3 separate regions of the Rattus norvegicus genome follow, and regions 2 and 3 are each linked to region 1. A link is a contact called in public Hi-C data. All regions are on one chromosome and are shown on one strand. The core of a region is the stretch at or near the end of the contact, and the rest is flanking DNA. Distances in the headings are between cores, read along the strand shown.

Region 1 (2,734 bases), core at 109-2,608:
TGGGGGGAAAACAGAGCAAGGACTTGGCACCTCCTTGCTCCCCTGCCTCTTTTGTCTCTGTATCTGTCATCCTGTCCCCTGGATAGTGGTGGCTCCTGACTATACCCCATCATGCTGCTAGGCACCTAGGTCATATCTCCCCCACTTTACCTTCTAACACGGCAGCCACAGGATCCTGTAAGTTAACCTTTGTCTCCTCTTACTGAAGAAAAGGTGACACCCTCACAGAAGATCCATTGGCTTATTCAGACCTAGAGGGGAGTCACTTAGTGAAGCAAAGCAGGGACCAGTGGGAGGGTAAACTTTTCCCCAAATCCCTGTCCTGTTTCCATGAAGTTCGGCTTGCCCCACTGCATGGTGACTGTAATTTTGAGTTGTGGTGTGCTGGGCGCTGCGTCTGGGTACTGGGAAGAAAGTCCAACCTGCCCTCCTAGAATCTGTTGCTATTTAAGGTGGCAGCGTTTTGGCTATTTTTAACAGTATGTAGACTTCAGACAGTGCAAACACAATTCAGCCCTGCGTGGAGACAACAAATGCCTGAGCAGCTTCCAGAAAACCATGTGGACCCCGGATCTTGAGATCTTTCCTTGTTGCTTAAGTTTTTCAACTGAGGGTTAGATAAAGGAAGCAGTTTAAATGAACAGAATTCTATTCAGAAAGAAAAAAAGTCAGGCAGCTTTTCTCTGTGTGTCCTTCAGTGTAAACTTGTTCAAACTCTCCAGATAGAACTATAAAAGGAAAGCAGCTGTTTCCACGAGCACTCTTTTCAGCCGAAGAGACAATGAAACTAAAACAATTGGGGCTTGTTCATTAGTCTTGCAAATAGGAATTCGTGACATTTTGTGAAAGGGTACGGAACACATAAGTCAGCTGGTTTTTAAATTGTTTAAAATTTCCAAGTATTCCTGCCAAGAAAGGAGAATTGGGGGGGGGTGCGCTTTTTAGGTATAGACAGGCAAACCGTCCTCCCCCCACCCCCAGCTCCTTAGGATGCTGTGTTACCACTCACGCCGAATGAGAACAGCCAAAAGCATGTGGTACCTTAGGCTGAGCAGACCCCCTTGTATCCTCAAATATCAACGGCTCTGGAATTAATAAGCTCATTTCCATAAAGACAATTTTGTTAGCACAGGGAATTCCAGGCAAGAATAATGGGCTGTGTTTGCTCCGTTGCCTTCACACTTGATAGTCCATGGTACAGAAATAAATCCACTCAACACGCCCGGGGAAAAAGTAGGCATTTCCACCCATAGATAAAAATAAGCAAAGCCAAGGAGAGAAAGCTATTCATCCAAGCATACAGACGATGTTTGTCAGTTCAGCACAGTAAGCTCTCATTATACACCTAACAATACCAAGTGCCCAACACCCCCACCCCAGCATCTTCAGGAACGTCTGAGTCACTGGCCACTGACAAGAGCAACATCAGGTTGCTTCTCTTTTGGCTGCTCTCCTCCTGGCTGCTGCCGCTGCCAGCTCCTCCTCCTCCTCCTCCTCCTCCTCCTCCTCCTCCTCCTCCTCCTCCTCATCTGCCGCTTTCCTTTTCTTATACTGTTTGCGACAGCGTCTCACTAAGTAGTCCAGGATGGCCTCAAAGACACAAAGATCCCCCTGCCTCTGCCTCTGCCTCTGCCTCTGCCTCTGCCTCTGCCTCTGCCTCTGCCTCTGCCTCTGCCTCTGCCTCTGCCTCTGCCTCTGCCTCTGCCTCTGCCTCTGCCTCTGCCTCTGCCTCTGCCTCTGCCTCTGCCTCTGCCTCTGCCTCTGCCTCTGCCTCTGCCTCTGCCTCTGCCTCTGCCTCTGCCTCTGCCTCTGCCTCTGCCTCTGCCTCTGGCCCAACAACCGTTTTCACATAGAATAAGCTTTTTAATAGATGCTAATGGTCAGTAACTTGTTTTGATTTAGTTAATAATTAAATCTGTGTTACACAGGTTTAGTTTAGGGCTCATACTCACAGCTGATCTTTTGGTAAATACACTTCAGGAAGAAAATGTGTACCATGTTTAAGTGAGCTAAGTAAATATAGGTAAATAGGTAGTTAAACTCATGCTGCAGGGAGCTTATTTTGCAACCAAGGAAGTCATTAATTTTCTAAAAGCTTTCTCTGATAAAAAGTTCCAATATGTTCTCCAATGTTCCCCTTTTCTGTTGCCTTTTGAGTCTCCCTGGTTTCCAGTAATCCCTAAAATTTGGGCAGTCGGTACAATGTGTCTCTCAGTCTGACTCTGACATATTCTGGCAAGCCTTGGTCAGTTGGGGAAGCGAGGCTGTGACTGATCAGTGACCTTCCTCATGGTATGGACTGGGAGAGCTCTGACACTTGAGCCGGGCATGTGCAGGGATGTCCTGGCGTCTGGATGACTCAGTTCCAGTGACTAGTGATTGCAGCCGTCAGGCAGGCTTGCTCAGTTAGGAGAGGACAAGGGTGAGGAACCATAACTCTCCCCTCTGGTCTCAGCAAAGACCTTTTCTGAATCGCTGCTTTGATGTCCCGTTGTACCTGACCAATCTATCTCCTGTTCTTGCCCAAAGAATCAGAAGTGATGTTTATAAACGCTAATTTATTATAGGAGTAATGTGTTCCATTGTGGCGTTTTCATGCAAACGTATCATTATACTTTGTCTTAGTCCTGTGTCCTATGTCCCTCGCCCTCAGTGAGGTGATTTTAGCAACACCAGTAGAGTCCTTGAGAGAGAAGAGATGACACAGCGTGAGCAGCCTTGCTCATTGAGAACA
Region 2 (2,734 bases), core at 177-2,676, 82 kb after region 1:
CAGCCACAGCAGGAAGATGACCTTGGATCTCACACATTATGCCCTGTCTGGTAGGGTATAGTCCCTGGTTATAGGCAAGGATGGTCTCTTCAGGCTGAGGTCAGTTCCCTGTAGAGAAAAGCCACCTTCACGGTTCACTGGGCTGTGTATACAGCTGTTAGGCTTGCTGCTACACCATTTCCAAGTTAAATGTTCGTTACGGTCCCCACACGTATGAAAAACATCCAAGCCCATAAGACAGGAGTAGATAAAAACAGTTTCCTGAGGCCAGCCTTCATGAAGCATGATCAATATCGCCAAGGCCTGGGCCTGGGTATATTCACTGTTCTCCCTCCATTATCACAGAGTAAACCTCCTTGCCTGTGGAGACTTAAACCTCCCAAGACTCCCTCTCTCCTCCATCAAGGGAAGGGGTCCAGCCTACACCCCTTGTTCCCTACACTAGACACTGACTAGGTATTCTCTAATGGACTCTGTCCTTTCCCCTCATGCTAGCTAGCCCCAAGGACAAGGTTCAGGCGCTTATGGTTGGCATGTGGCAGCTGGCTCTAGACTCCAAGATGGTGTCCACCCACAGAACCACACTGCTTATCCAATGACCCATCTTTGCTCCCCTGGGACCAAGCCCAGGGTTAAGACCTGATGTGAACCAAATGGATGGGACATGTAAGTCAAAGTCTCTATGCAATGAGACAGCTGGAGAAGCAGCAGCTCCTGCAAGAGAACACCAAGTGCACCCGGTGGATACAGCCAGGGGCCAGGCTAAGAGATCAGCGCTGAGAGGAGAAGTGGGAAAACCAGAAGACTCCATCAGCAAACACACTCAGAGGCTCACCCTGGAGGTCCTGATACTAAGACAGATATTGAAATGGTATGTAGCAACTGTGACAGGGTGATATTAAGAGCGTTTGCTATCCATGGCACCCTATTATGTGGCTGGGAGTGATTTTCTTGCCAACCCATTGGTTAGGAAGAAAAATGTTACAAGCAAAGCACGGACTTTAACACAGGTCTTTCTTACCGAATGTTTTCATTTCCATGTTAGAAATCACCCTGCAAAAGTTTATTAAGAAAAATGTTAGGTGTTTCCCCCAGTTAGTGTTTATTTTAGTGTTTATCTCTACAACAGAAGCATCATGTTAAAACCTTCGATCCACAGCACCGTGCAGAGATGTCTCCCCTTTAAAGCCCCACAAAACCACTGCAGAAACTGTCCTCTGGCTACCCGAAAACTTTAATCAGTATACCGAGAGGCACACAACCCCAAATCCCAAAGGCCTTCAGAGCCAACAACAGCAGGTTATTTAGAAAATAAGCTCTCAGTTATTGGAAATAACGAAGGCTAAAAACAGAACAGGGGTTGGAATGAGGCCTGCACTTTCAGCCCTCGGCGATGACTCATCCACCCAGAGAAAACGCTTTCAAAATAAGAGCAGGTCCCGCCAACACAGCCCACCAACCGTTCAAACAAAGCGACCTGCTGCGTCTTCCGTTCTCAGAGGTACTCGCTGATAAAAGCCCCCTTGACCGTTTATCCATGACAAGTCGCCAGTTTTAGGCTGAGTGTCTAGAGAGGCATTTCCCGAGAGACACCCCAGCGCCCAGTGGTCTACAGGAAGCCAAGGGCAGCAGTTGACTGAGAGAATACCCTGCGGGCAGCCAACCGGGCCCACGATAGGCAGCCTCTGATCGTACTCACTTCACAGCGTTGTCAAGAATGTTCCTCACGTACATTGTGGACCTCCTTTTTCCCGTTCTCTAGGGGTGAGAACATGTGAGGATTGAGGAAGACTGAATTTTCGTGGATAGCTTTTTCGTTAGTAGCAAGAACAAATAGCAATATAGTTAAGGGTTGGAAACTAATATTATTTCCCACGTAAGAAGAGCAGCTGCTTATTCTCAGAGGACTCAATACGGCAGCAGTGCAGGGGTCCTAGGCATTCCACCTAAGCTCTGTCAATGTTTCTGTCTGATATAGCCACACTACAATACCACAGTCAGGAAATGGATATGGTACACTGTGTGTGTAGTTCTAGGCCATTTCACCATGTGTGTAGCTTTACTACAGTGTACCGCCATGATCAAAACACAGAACTATCTCATTTTCCCAAAGAGCACCCCCTATGACCAATCCCTTTACAGTCTGCCTCATCAACTCTTTCTCCTCCCAACCTCTGGCAAACACTAACTGGGGGAACACCTAACATTTTTCTTAATAAACTTTTAGCTATTCAAGTAACCTAACAATGTCTGAGACGTGATCGTACTCATTACTTTTCTACTATGAGTGAGTCACGTGTCCCTTCTTTCCATTACTCCAGCTTCTCCTCAAAGAACAGGCAGTATAGAGCAGTCCTCCCTGCCCACTGGGTTTCACTGGGGTGATATGCGTGGTGACAGAGGACAGCATGGCCAGCATGGGCCAGCCTTGCGGCTCAGCCTCTGCTGCTAGCCGTGTGTGTGACTCACCTCTTCAGAGATCAGGTTATGCCACTCTCTCCTCACGACGCTGTTGTGGTAGTGCAGGTGAGGCTTGGTGTACTTAATATACTCGAGGTTGGAGTTCAGCTTTGCCCAGTACCCCTTCAAGCTGTAGACCTGGAGACAAAAACAGCATTAGCTTGAAAAGCAGGCACCGTGGTCTCTCCTGTAGTAGGGACCACATCTCGTTCCATGCCTCTCGGGTGTTGGCATTTCTGAGCAACTCCATGTTTCACAGAACAGGGTCACCCAT
Region 3 (2,734 bases), core at 82-2,581, 85 kb before region 1:
TTGCTTCAAAGTTTGTTATTCCCAGAGAATTTACTCATGCCTACATGAATACACATACTTTCCTGGGAGCCTGTTGGAAAGCAAGTATTTTTTCCTACGTTAGCTGGACGCCTCTATACATAGAGTTGACTAGGGACCAGAGCCCCAAGATGTGGACTACCAAACCACTGGATAGTTATCAGGAAACCTCAACACTGAACGATGCTAATGGCTGTGACAAAAAAGAACATGGGGCTCCACAATGTAATTAGATTCAGATTGTTCCAATACAAGCTTCCATTCAGTTTTAATTTTCCTCCGGAATCGGGAATCTAACGCTTAAACACTACTCAGGAACCCAGGAGTGTGGCTTTAGAAAAGAGATCCCCGGAAAGGGCCAACTAGGTGAGACGGTATTTTGCGACCCAAACCCGTTTTCACATCACTTGCCAAATTTGACGGGTGCGTTCACCTCCACCGACGCCTCGGGATCAATGTCGTCTGACAGAATGGCCATCTCCTGCAGAGCAGCGTCATACTTGACCTGCAGGCTGTCTAGGCCACGCGTCCCGCTCCCCACGCCGCTCACCGCCACTAGCACGCGGTCGCCGTCCGGGTGCGCGAGGGGATCCAGGGGCCTCACGGACAGGTGGCATGGGAGCCGCGCCCTCAGCCGCCCAAACGGGCTCACCCTCAGCGTCCACTCCCTCAGATCCCCGCGTGCCAGGCCGGCCCCAGGGTTCGCGGGCACCGAGCCCCGCCGCTCGGCCCCACCGGAGCCGCATGTCCGGGTCCCCAGAGCTCCGAACAAGGCGCCCGCCCGCACCCGGGACGCGCAAGGAGGGAGGCGGCCGAACATGCTCTCCCTCGGAACCCTTCAGCCTCGGCTCGCGGGTCCTGAGACAGCCCGAAACACGAGCTGCCTCGGGCCAGTCAGAAAGGCGACCGTAAGCACGGTTCCGCTGAGGAAGAACGAGCCAAGTCCCAGCACAGCACTTAACGACTTAAATCTCAGCCTCAAAACGATGCCGGTAGGAAAATTAAAACGTCAAAGCGTCCTGTTGAAGCCCTGACCCTGACTAGCCACCTATTTCCGCCCCTTTGGCGGAGGCCGTCGGGAGATGTAGTTTTAAAGGAGCCAAACATTGAGGGGTTCTGGTAGCTTTGAAACTACATATCCCATGAGACAATGCGACGAATAGGCAGAGTGACAAGAGCCGATTGGTAGAGAAGTCCCTGTTGCGTTCCTGTTGCTTCAAGCCCATTGGCCAAGAGATCAGAGAAAGAAAAAAAAAAAACCTTAATCTAACTGACCAATGGAAAGGTAATATTTCAGCTGTGTGGTTACTTTGGATACGGAGAACGCGACTCTGGAGAGGGTGGAGTTTTGAAGTGAGACCCCAGAGACCAAAACACACGGAGAAAAATAAGAATCAGGACAAAAAGAAAGGGTAAGAAGCACCATGTTTATAGATGGGAATTAGATTCAAAGTTAGGAATACCCTCTTTAGATGGCTAGAACCAAACATCACCAAACTAATGTGGGTCCCTTGGAATAGAGAATCCCCCTAGCAAGAGAGGATAGACACATTCTGTTGTTTCCTCCCTTCTCAGCCCTTTAAGGAAACTACCTCTTAGAAAATACTAGATTGGAAAAGTGTTAGAATCCTGGCTCTTTCTTAATTGTAAGTGACCTTAGGTCAGTCATTGGTTGCCTTAGGGTCTTAACTGTTTGCATGTAAAATGACGTTTTTCTTGCATCGTGTTAAAGGTTTCTTTTTTCTTTTTTCCCACAAGTATCAAATGAAACAATGGACAACAAAGATGTACGGTCTACAAAACGATTAAAGTATTTTAGGAATGACATATTTCTAAGTTGCTAAGAGATTTGGAGACAATTGAACTTGTTTAGAGAGCAATCTAGAGCTCTTTCCCTGCAACTGATCCTTGGCCTTAGTGATAAAATAAAATCTCTCTCTCTCTCTCTCTCTCTCTCTCTCTCTCTCTCTCTCTCTCTCTCTCCCTCTCTTCCTCCTCTCTAAGATAATAAGACATGTTAGGAGATGTCAGATTATTTTCATGGCCTTAGTTTTGATATATAGACTGTGCTAAATAACTCTAGAAGTTAACTCTTTTCTGTTTATTATTCAGTAGGCAGTAAAGATAATGGAAAATGTGGGCTGTGGACATGATTTCATCCATACTTGCCTACTCTTCTCCCCCTTTCTCCACAGTCTTCAAATAATTCCCTAATTCCCTCACATACAGATTTAACTAATTCTAAGTCTAATGTGGTGGTGTTCACTTGTAGTTTTTCGGAATTTGGGAAGTCTAAGCAGGAGGATCTCAGATCTGAGGTCCACCTGGACTATATACTGAGAGCTCTGTCTCAAATAGAGTACAAAATAAATAAATAAAATGATACCTTTAAAGATTGGAACTCTCAGCCAAACATGTGACCCTCTCAATTCTTGGAACCTAGAATGATAGAGCGATAGGTATAAAGTCCTTGCCAGTGTCCGTGTTATTCTCTTAGTGACGACTATGGTAGTGGTGATGGCACTGTGGCAGCCCAGCCCTTCTGTCAGCCGTCTGAGAAACCCCCTGTCCTTAAGGACTTCCACTGAGGAAAAACCTACTCTTGACTCTGCAGGAAAAAAAATGTTGGGAGAAGCTAGTGTGAAAGAGGGTTGATTCAAAAGAGATTCTAAACACAGGTTTAAGCAGCACCGGGGTTGGTAGGGGTGACTGCTCA

What was found. A called contact is a pair of places that touch in the nucleus more often than the background predicts.
Region 2: a Hi-C map of Schwann cells shows a contact between it and region 1, with 7 times the contacts expected there. The contact joins two enhancer-like sites. A contact is called at or near these places in 3 of 12 Hi-C or Micro-C datasets (the A7r5 cell line, the Rat2 cell line and Schwann cells).
Region 3: a Hi-C map of Schwann cells shows a contact between it and region 1, with 6 times the contacts expected there. The contact joins the promoter of Ccdc146 here to the enhancer-like site in region 1. A contact is called at or near these places in 6 of 12 Hi-C or Micro-C datasets (the A7r5 cell line, the Rat2 cell line, Schwann cells and 3 more).

Annotation. Positions count from the first base shown.
Region 1 is chr4:14,638,778-14,641,511 of GRCr8, forward strand. The region is part of intron 4 of Ccdc146 (coiled-coil domain containing 146); the gene reads left to right. Among named protein-coding and RNA genes, the nearest start is that of Fgl2, 32 kb to the left of the region's middle. Within about 2 kb of position 1,359, at least 10 of the 93 cell types and tissues checked have an H3K27ac peak or open chromatin away from gene starts, as enhancers often do. A contact at or near this core is called in Schwann cells, where this site is marked.
Region 2 is chr4:14,720,760-14,723,493 of GRCr8, forward strand. Gsap (gamma-secretase activating protein) reads right to left here. Exons shown (of 31, transcript NM_001395028.2): 20 at 2,470-2,598; 21 at 1,700-1,758; 22 at 1,022-1,053. Among named protein-coding and RNA genes, the nearest start is that of Gsap, 78 kb to the right of the region's middle. Within about 2 kb of position 1,427, at least 16 of the 93 cell types and tissues checked have an H3K27ac peak or open chromatin away from gene starts, as enhancers often do. A contact at or near this core is called in Schwann cells, where this site is marked.
Region 3 is chr4:14,554,079-14,556,812 of GRCr8, forward strand. It overlaps Ccdc146 (coiled-coil domain containing 146), which reads left to right and starts at 1,332. Exons shown (of 19, transcript NM_001419502.1): 1 at 1,332-1,430. Fam185a (family with sequence similarity 185, member A) reads right to left here and starts at 1,089. Exons shown (of 8, transcript NM_001395612.1): 1 at 430-1,089. The coding sequence starts at 838.